Regions from separate parts of the Sus scrofa genome. Here regions 1 and 3 are each linked to region 2. The links are chromatin contacts, called in public targeted proximity ligation maps. All regions are on one chromosome and are shown on one strand. The core of a region is the stretch at or near the end of the contact, and the rest is flanking DNA. Distances in the headings are between cores, read along the strand shown. Region 1 holds the start of S1PR1 (sphingosine 1-phosphate receptor 1). Region 2 overlaps LOC106508363 (a long non-coding RNA gene). Region 3 has its middle 43 kb from the start of S1PR1.

Region 1 (3,375 bases), core at 586-3,085, 71 kb before region 2:
GTCTGCCCGCACGTTGTTTAAATGCTTCCAGGTAAAGTAGCAAATGCGATAAACGTGGAGTAATCGAGGTGAGAGCAGTCGCAGCAATTCCTGGACAGCAGAGGCTGCTGGAGCCCAGAAGCCCGGCGTTTCCCACACCTAATTCCACACCCTGCTCATTCTCAGGGCAAGTTTATGCCCTTACCCCTCCTGCCATATTCTTTGTCTATAGGATTTCCCAAAATACGAGCCTTTCCTCCCTCTCCTCCAGCCCACCGCAGCTTCCGCTCTCCCCTAACCCCAGACGGCTCCGCCACGGGGACTTGACCCTTTTCCAAACTTTTAGAGGCACAAGTGCTCCAAAAACAATCCGATCGGAGTTGGGTTCCTTCCTTAGTATTCCAGAGATGCCTGTTTTCAGCATCCAAAGACGAATGTTTTAAAAGTGTTTGTTTTACTTCGTTCCGGTTTAAAAATTTGTTTCAGCCTCGGGAGACGTCCGGCCGCGATGCTTCCCGGTGCGCCCGGGTCGGCGCCGGCCCCGCGCGCACTCCCTACCTGGCTCAGGCGGGACGAAGCTGCGTTCGCGGAGCTTCGGGTCTGGACTGCGCGCTCGGCATCTTGCAGCTGCTGCCCGGGACTGACTGCGCTGCGCTCTCAACTTACTCCCTCCTCAGCCGCACACTCCAATGGCCAGCGCGGCCAGCTGAAGTCGCCGAGCGCCCCGCAGAGGCCGAGTGGCTTCTTTAGGAAGGGACCGGGAGGCGGTGAGTGCCTCAAGCCCTCCCCCCCCCACGTCCTCCGCCCGCGACGGGTGGCCTCCGGATCTCTGCCGCTGAGACTACTGTCCAGGAAAGATCTAGAGCAGAAACACAGACACGCACAGTCAAAAAGAACCCCTCCTCCCCCACAAGCAGCTAAAAGAGGAAAAAAGGGGGGCGGAGCCTCGTGCCCCCTGGACTCTAATGTATAAATCACGGTCCTCGCCCAGCTCGCCGCCACTCCCAGGCGGTGGGGACCGTTCTCTGAGCCTTAGAAAAGAGAAGAGGTGAAGAGCCTTTGGAAACTTTTCAGCAGAAAAGTCTTAGGGAACAGAGGCGTCTGTGGTGCCCCTCGACGCTCCTCCCCCCACCCCACCGCCCCCCGCAGCCCTGGGGGGACCCGAGTCGCGAGATTGTGGCAAGGCGTCCCCGGGACCGCTTCGGGTGCAGACAGAGGAAAGTGGCGCCGCGTCCCCGCCGCGTCCCGGCCGCGCTCTGGGGAGGAGAGGTAGGGGGACGCAAGCAGCCTAGAAGGGACAACGGCCCGGACGGGTTCCTGCACTTCTGCCCACCTCCACCCCTCACCCCTATGTCGCTACTGCCTGGAAACTTGCGGTCTGAGGGGCAGAAAGTGGCTTTCGCGGGGCGCAGAGGGAAATGGGCCAGCGCTGGGCGAGGTGTGAGGTGGGGGTTCCCCTCACTCAGCTGGGCGCAAAATCAGGCCCTGTGTCCCAGATTCTGGCCAGTGGGGAGGCCTTTGAGGAGGTGGGCAGCTGCTGCGGGCCGAGAGATTTCAACAGCCTGGGCAGCTCAGGGGTTTCCGAAGGGAAAGATGCTGCCAGGCCTAGACCAGCCTAGGCCTGCTGCCACCCAGCCCGGGGAGGGGGGGGGGCAGGTGCCCTTCTCTCCCCTTCTACCTGGGAGGGCCCCAAACCTCAGTGCCCACACTAGCTCACTCCCTTCTTTCTCTTGGATGCGACTTCAGAACAGAAGACTGAGGGGCGGCCTTGTCCTCTCTGCCTGGGTGATAAGCGCAGGCACCTCTGCCCTGCCCTCCTGCTGCAAGGACCGTTTCCGTCCAGTTCCCATCCAGTCTGCGGTCTCACCGGCTTCCCATGCCGGCAGATGTGAGCGCAAAACTCCGTCGGGTAGTTTCAATTGACACAGAACAGACACACCCTGTACCTGAATGACTCAGAAGGAGGCTGAAAGAATAAACAACTGGCTTCTGGGATCTTATGACTTTGCAAAGGGGAAAAAAAAAAAAAATCAAATGACAGTTAGTACACACTTGTCCCAAAAGACATCATCAACGGTCTTGCAGCCAGCACACACCCACCGCAAATTTGACAACAGTCTGTGCCGACCGTGTAGAAATTAAAATAACGGTCCTCTAGACTCTAGAAGCAACTCTGGGTCTGAGGCCGTATTTCACTTCAAAGGGAAGATATCCTGTCTACTCAGCACAACATGCTGGATGAAGCTGGCACCCTTCACCCCATCCATTAATTTAAAGGGAAAGGAACTAAAGTAAATTGCACAACCCAGACTGTATCAGACATGTGATAAACTATGGAATTCAACACGACTACTCTGTGAAGCAAGCATTGTTGGCCATTTTGTGGATGAAGGAAAATTCAGACAGTTTAAATCCACAGCTAGTGATTGGCTGAGCTAGGTTCCAAAATGTATGTGTGTACGAATTTACATATTTATTCATTTTGCATTTCAGGGCTGCACCCATGGCATATGGAAGTTCCCAGGCTAGGGGTCGAATTGGAGCTATAGCTGTCACAGAAACTCAGGACCCAGGTTTCAACTGCAACCTACACCGAAGCTCACAGCAACTTCAGATAGTTAACCCACTGAGCAAGGCCAGGGATCAAACCCACTGAGTCTTCATGAATACTAGTCAGTTACATAACCCACTGAGCCACAAGGGGAACTCCTGGTTCCAAAAATTAAATACTGCAAATGCCATGTCAAATGCCTTCAGTATACAGTTAGGGGGTTCTCTGTGATACAATGTCTTGACAATGGAAGTCTTTGTAAAACCATTTGTTTCCTGACTACGCAAGTGTTACACATATTCACATATTTAATCCTTACCATGTCCCTACAAGTTGGTACTGTGCATATTCTGATTTTACAAACGAGGAAACTGCATCCCAGACATATTAAGCAACTTGATTAGTGTGGGCTTTGACCATAGATGGGCTGCAGATTCTTAACCATTTCTCCCAACCACCACGATAAACCTCAACCATGTCAAAGAATTGTGTTGGTGGAAGTCAGTCCTTTTCTTGTGAATACTGGTGACAAGGACAAGATGCAATATTGATTCAGTATTTAGAGCTCAAATACTTTGCAGATGATGACTTAGCAAAATTCATCCTTAGCAGACAGCTATGAGATATAAAATGTAGATGACCACCCTGGCCAAACTAGAAAGAAGGCAACAACGTTCTTTACAGTAAAGGCTTCCTTGCCAGTTTCAAGCCTCTGGTTCCCACACATATCTCTTCCCATTACTCTCAGGAGAGTCCCCAAGAGTTGCATCCTTGAGCTATCTCTGGGCTGTGAGCCCAGCTCCCTTTCCACTCCTGCCTGGAAGGCAAGCTCAGTGTTCCTACCT
Region 2 (3,460 bases), core at 409-2,908:
GCAGAAATACGTGACACTTTGTTGACCCTTTCATTTTTTCACGGGGTGTCATGAACATGTTTCCCTGACTTACCTGGATGTTCCAGCATGTTCAGGTCTGGCCAGAATTTTTTTCATACTTCTTTGCCAGCTAGAGAACATTTGGATGGTTCGGGACCTTCCCTCTGGCTAATGGTCAGCAGTCTTCCAAAATGTCTTTACTTTTTTAACAATAATCCAACTTTTTTAGGGCCACACCTGCGCATATGGAGGTTCCCAGGCTAGGGATTGAATCGGAGCTGTAGCTGCTGGCCTATGCCACAGCCACAGCAACGCCAGATCCTTAACCACTGAGCAAGGACAGGGATCGAACCTGCAACCTCATGGTTCCTAGTCAGATTCGTTTTCGCTGTGCCACGATGGGAACTCCAACAATAATCCAACTTTTGAGGTCTTGAGAAAGGATGAAATGCGACCTGTTAGGAGGGATCCTTGAAATAGAAAGATTCACCATATATATGTTATTGATTTCATAATATTCATGTGAATTAATTGTGAATTTTTACAAATTTAATGTGAGAAAGGGCAAAACACAGCTCTTGTAATGAGTTAAAATAACAGATTACATTTACACTGAGCTGAGGCATTTCAGGAAAATGTGCACAGAGCCCTTTGACATATAGGACTTCCTCTCACTCCGACGTCCTTGCTACCCCCTCCCTAAAACAAGACGCCATTGACCTCATTTCTTTCTGAAATGGCTCTTTAAAAAAAAAAAATGCAATTGCTTCTCACAGAAAACATATACTATATAGCTACATGATAAAAACTCAACTACCAATGTACATAAAATACACACTGAATTCAACTTAAGAAAATTTCCCCAAATAGTCACATAAGTTGTTTGGGACCAGACAGACAAAACAATAGCTGACTGAATTTTTCCCCTTTCACCTAATCGTTTTTGGTCATGGAAAGACATAGGCAGAGCTCGGCTGAACACCCATCTTTCATTCTCTGCAGCTCCATTCAAGGATTCACCCTGCACAGAGTGTGCTAGAGTAAGGAAGTTCAAATTGACATTAGGAATAATGCTAGTGGCGGTAGCATTTTAGCTGGAAAAAAAGAATTTCTGGGATTCTGGAAAGTTGTCTATAGAACTGAAAAATAGGATGATTTGGCAGCGCATTAGCATATTAGGACGAAAAAAGATCAGGAACACAAACTGAAGTAAAACAAAAAGATGGAACTACTTATAATAAATGAAAGAGAAGAAAAGACAGTCATAACTGAATGAAGATTTCTATTTTCTGGTGTCATATATATAAAATCAAATCTCCCACTTAAATATGCTAGAGGACTAAATAGCTGGTTGGCTTCTGCTCTGCTCTAAATCAAAGACAGTGTACATGGCAAAGGAAAAGCTTGTAATTACTGTTTCCTCTCTTTATAGAGTATGGGTCATTGCATTTCACCTCTCAAGAGAAAAAAGTACCAGATTTATGAGGGCTCTTTCCTCCTCACCTCATCCCTAGACCCAGTTTAAGCCTTAATCCTCATCTCTTCAAAGAGTACAGCATTTCAATTCATTTCAAAGCACTGGGTTGGTGCTGATGAGACTGGGACCAAAATTAAAAAAAAGAGATTAGCTATGCTGAGATAAGTACTGCAAGAGCAGTGAACCGACCAGCCAGCCTATGTAGAAGTTGCCTACTGCTGTTTACAGGAAATTGTACAAAGCACAGTACTGGAACAGAGGAACGGGGCATACGTCATAGGCTTTGAAGATGGAGAAAAAATGTCTGTGTCAAATAAATTAAGGATCCCCCCACCAAAGGAAACAGAAATTAAGACATTCAAATATATATGTTTCACATACACATGCACAAACTGAGCACATAAAAAGAACTCCTTAAAACCTAATTTAAAATAAAAAATAATACAAAGCTATATTACAGCAGTTGTAGCGCTTTATTCCTCTACAAGAGATAATAAACTTTATGCTGTGCCCATGACAGCAATGACAATTAACTGTTCCAAAGACCTGACCACTAAACACTTTTTTGAAAAATATGAAAATAATTACATCAGCATATGGACTCTGGAAAATTTCTTCTCCGGTAATAAGGTCAGATGGACATTTCCTGTTTCACATTTCTAGTACACGTTGTCTCTTAGACAATAATAGTGTGAAACAATAGTTTGGCATGGGTTCAATGCATACTAAGAAATGCCCTGGCCCTTGAAACCTGGGATGAGTTCGACTCAAATGGCAGAGATCTCAGTGACGACAAGAAAGGCAGACTGTCTGGGGCGTGGTGGCCCTAGAGAAGAAGATTCAAGAAGCCCATCTAGACTTCATCTTTGATGTTTCTTGACCAGCGAAGAGTTCTTTTGTTTTGTTTAATGTGTACATTTACACAGATAGCAGTTAGGCTCGTGTCTGCATAACCTGGCTTAAAAAAACTGTGTGCGAGTTCCCGTTGTGCCTCAGCAGGTTACGAACCTGACTAGTATCCATGAGGATGCGGGTTCCAACCCTGGCCCTGTTCAGTGGATTAAGGATCTGTTGGTGCCATGAGCTGTGGTATAGGTCGTAGACGTGGCTCCGATCTGGCATTGCTGTGGTGTGGCATAGGCAGGCAGCTGTAGCTCCAATTCAACCCTTAGCCTGGGAACTTCCATATGACACAGGTGTGGCCCTTAAAAAAAAAAAAAAAATTGTTTGCCAGGCAAAACTGCAATACAGAAAAAGAATGAATGAGCAATTCCTCCTGAATTGCTAACCAAGACTGGCCCCTGCTTCTATTGCTCAACCTCCTGTTCCTGCTCTAAACAATTAATCCAGGTGACATGAGCTCCTTCCTGATCCTCACCAAACTCCGCAACCACTGGAAATCCTGAGCCTATCTATGGGCCTTATCACTCCCTTGAACCCCATGAGACAGAGCCACCCAGTAATGGGCCCCTCCTAAACTTGGTGGTTCAGGCACCCATCTTCTCTGATGCCAAACTGGTATCCTCAATACATTCTGGCATCAAAACCACTTGTGAGAATATTTAGGCCAGTCATTTCCAATGACATCTCTCATCTCTAATCCTCTGCTACTCAGTGATGGACGGTAGGCGGAGAGAACATTCTAAATAGAGCAGAGGATGCAGAGGGGTTAACAGGTGGACCAGCATACAGAATTAGGAGCGGCAGAATCTGAGCCAAGAAGTTACAAAGCAGAAGGACAGTGGGGAGGAGGGTGGCCTTCCACCCAGTGCCAGAGGATGACAGGGATGCAGGGATGGGAAAGCTGGAGGTCATCCTGGACCAGTGCCCCTCTTTCACTCGCCACACACCATTCGTCCCCAAGTCTTCCTCTTTTTTATTACAGGAAATAAGACATCTGCTGTTTTCTCTTTCTTTTCTTCCTTCCTTTGGCTTTTTGGGGCTGCACCCATGGCATATGGAAGTTCCCAGGCTAGGGGTTGC
Region 3 (3,032 bases), core at 434-2,933, 110 kb before region 2:
TCCTTCAGATCCCTTGATATCCCCAGAGACCCAGCAGCATCTTTGCTCTGCTCCCCCCACGTTGTGCTGTGATTCACCCTTTGGTTACAGCAGCCAAACATCCTTAAAGCCGAAAACGTAGAATCAGGCCTTTTCCTGGAGCTTTTGCTTTCTTCTGGTCTCTGAGGCCTGATACCAAGAGCAAATTCAAATTTTTGTTTGTTTTTGCCCCTCCCGTAGCATGCAAAAGTTCCCAGGCCAGGGATCGAACCTGCATCGCAGTAGCGACTGGAGCCATAGCAATGAAAACCTGACAGGTCCTTAACCCTCTGTGCCATGAGGGAACTCCTCAAATGGTTTTTGTTTGTTTGTTTGTTTCTGCATAGCCACATAGTCTAAGAATCATTTATTTTCTATCAAATCAAAATTGTAGGTTAAAGAGTCTTAAAACACCCTAGTGAGAAAGAAGATTTATAGATAAGCTAGTCAACTATGGTGTAGGCAGATAGATGGTCTCAGTTTAGTGACATGTAAGTGAAATTGCACATGGAACTCCAACCTTTAAATAAATAAGATGCAATACACAACAGGGTGAATGCTATGTTGCTATTTGTGTTAGGAAAAGAAAAGAGGTAAGGCAGCGTGGAGGGCGGGTAGGCGATTGCTAGAACAGAAATAAGAGTGTGAAAGCGTGACACTGGTCTCTGACTTCTCACTGCTTACTCTTTTTTTTTTTTCTTTTTTTTTCTTTTTAGCTCTGCACCTGTGTCATATGGAAGTTCCCGGGCCAGGGGTTGAATTGGAGCTGCAGCTGTGGCCTGCACCACGACTTGCAAAGCTGAGGCAACAGCAGACCCTCAGCCCACTGAGTGAGGCCAAAGAGCAAAGCTGCATCCTCACAGAGATCAGGTCCTTAACCCACTGATCCACAATGGGAACTCCCCAGGGCATACTCTTTTGTACCTCTTGGGTTTTTGAATAGTGTGCATGGATCACCTACACTTTTTTTTAACAGTTAATTTTTGTCGTGGAGCTTGTTCTGCTTGGAGCAGGGGGCATCTCACCTTGCCCCCGCTTCCCCTCACCCTAAACCCCTCACTCCCAGATGAAGTCCTAACAAGACTTTTAATCCCATGACATTCCTTGGGGATGCCCTCTGCAATAGGATCGGATTAGAGACCTGCTGAACGTTTTCAACCCTGCATTTTTTAGCTAGAATTGATGCCCAGAGAGGGCAAGTGACTGGCTCAAAGTCACACAGCTAATGAATGAAGCTAAACCTCCTGATTCTTTCTTCAATGTTTTTACCGTATGTCCTTAAACATTATCCCTTCCACACAGCAGATCAGACAGTTATTGAACTTCTACAACTATGCCTGAGAGATACCATTAATACAAGCATGCAAGTGGCAGAGAAAACTTATTGACCAGACACCAAACAAGTAAGCACAAGCCTCGCTGCCACGCTATTGATTACATGGCAATAGCAACCCTCACCACTAGTGAAATTTTACTCTATTAACAGCCTCACACTATAAAGGATTATGTAGTTTATTTGGATATTTTTTGGCATGAGTCACAAGACAAACATTTGGAAAATGAAAGCACCATATGCAGAAAGCAGCCTTACTCTTTTGGCGGGAGGGGGCGGGGATGGAGAGGCGATCGGCACAACCTCAACGACCACTAGGTGGCAATAGTGTCCTAACAACACTAAGCAGCAGGCCTGGCACTCTTAGAAAGTGAACGGTGAATCAATACCCCACAATTGACCCACCTGGCTACCCCCAAAGCCTTGAGACTCAGAAAGTGTTATTAGTAAAAGTAATAATCCCTTTATCGCTTGATAATTTATGTCCTCTATTATAACAGCCAAGAACGCTTTAGTTTATCTCAAAAAGCAGGCTCAAACCAGCAGCCCTTGGGCAGAACCTGGTCAGCAGCACTGTGTTTGCCTAGGGCAGTGTTTGGCTTTGTTGTTTTGTTGTAATCCAAAATGCCTTTAGGTGGGGCAGGCCTTTGCCAGTTTGCCAGAACACCCACCACTCTTTAAGGTCTTATTTTAGGCTCTTCCCTACAGTTGCGTGACTCCTGACTGTATTGGAGATTGGGATTCCTGCTGCAGTGTCTTTCTTAAATGCACAATGACGCCACAATTCCAAACTAACTGATCCACCCAATTATCTCAGGCTTTCCCACCTCCAGAGATCTTTTCTCGAGTCACTCCTCCCCCAAGGCTCTCCTCCAGGGCCTGTCTTTTTCTTGCGATCCTTCTTAGTTTTTCTTTTTTTCTTTTTACAGCTGTGCCTGCAGCATATGCAGTTCCCAGGCTAGGGGTCGAATTGGAGCCACAGCTGCTGGCCTGCCAACCACAGCCACTCCAGATTCAAGCCCCGTCTTCTACCTATACTGCAGCTTGTGGCAACGCTGGATCCTTAACCCACAGAGCCAGGCTAGGACATTATGTCAGATTCTTAACCCACTGAGCCACAGAAGGAACTCCCCTTCTCATTCTTGAAGGCCCAGATTCAATGTCACCAGGGTGAAGTTCATTTCCCCCAATCTGTGGCTCGCAGAGCCTGTATACTTCCTGGTCTGTGCTCTTTTTCTGCTCCGTCCCACTAGCTGTTTTTCATATGCCTCAGCTCTTTGTAAAGTTCTCTGCGGGAAGTAAAGAGATGTCTCACTGTTCTGGGTGTGTGTAACAGCGCCCCACCCAGCGTTTCATTTGTTCCCACTCAAAAACTATGCCAACACCTTCTATGGGGACTGACAAGAGACAGGATGGGAGTTCTTCTGTGGTGCGGCGGGATAAGGCTCTGGCATTGTCACTGCAGTGGCTTGGACCTCTGCTGAGGTGCAGGTTCAATCCCTGGCCCAGGAATTTCCACATGCCACAGACACAGCACACAAATAAATAAATAAATAAAGCAAGAGAGAGAAATAGTATGGCTTAGGAAAGTCTTTTATAGATGACCTTTAAAGAAATATAATTTATTGATGAAAGCATATGAAAAATCAGAACTAAGCTGGATTTCCCATTGTGGCGCAAT

Evidence for each region.
Region 1: a contact with region 2 is called in a targeted proximity ligation map of skeletal muscle. A contact is called at or near these places in 2 of 5 promoter capture datasets (both in liver), 13 of 47 Hi-C or Micro-C datasets (alveolar macrophages, blood, brain and 7 more) and 1 of 2 datasets of targeted methods (skeletal muscle).
Region 3: a contact with region 2 is called in a targeted proximity ligation map of skeletal muscle. A contact is called at or near these places in 5 of 47 Hi-C or Micro-C datasets (alveolar macrophages, blood, liver and 2 more) and 1 of 2 datasets of targeted methods (skeletal muscle).

What each region holds. Positions count from the first base shown.
Region 1 is chr4:117,067,889-117,071,263 of Sscrofa11.1, forward strand. S1PR1 (sphingosine 1-phosphate receptor 1) reads right to left here and starts at 1,836. Exons shown (of 2, transcript XM_021090128.1): 1 at 538-1,836. It overlaps LOC110260372 (a long non-coding RNA gene), which reads left to right and starts at 1,161. Exons shown (of 2, transcript XR_002343565.1): 1 at 1,161-1,248; 2 at 1,726-2,627.
Region 2 is chr4:117,138,828-117,142,287 of Sscrofa11.1, forward strand. The region is part of intron 4 of LOC106508363 (a long non-coding RNA gene); the gene reads right to left. Among named protein-coding and RNA genes, the nearest start is that of S1PR1, 71 kb to the left of the region's middle.
Region 3 is chr4:117,025,073-117,028,104 of Sscrofa11.1, forward strand. No RefSeq gene overlaps it. Among named protein-coding and RNA genes, the nearest start is that of S1PR1, 43 kb to the right of the region's middle.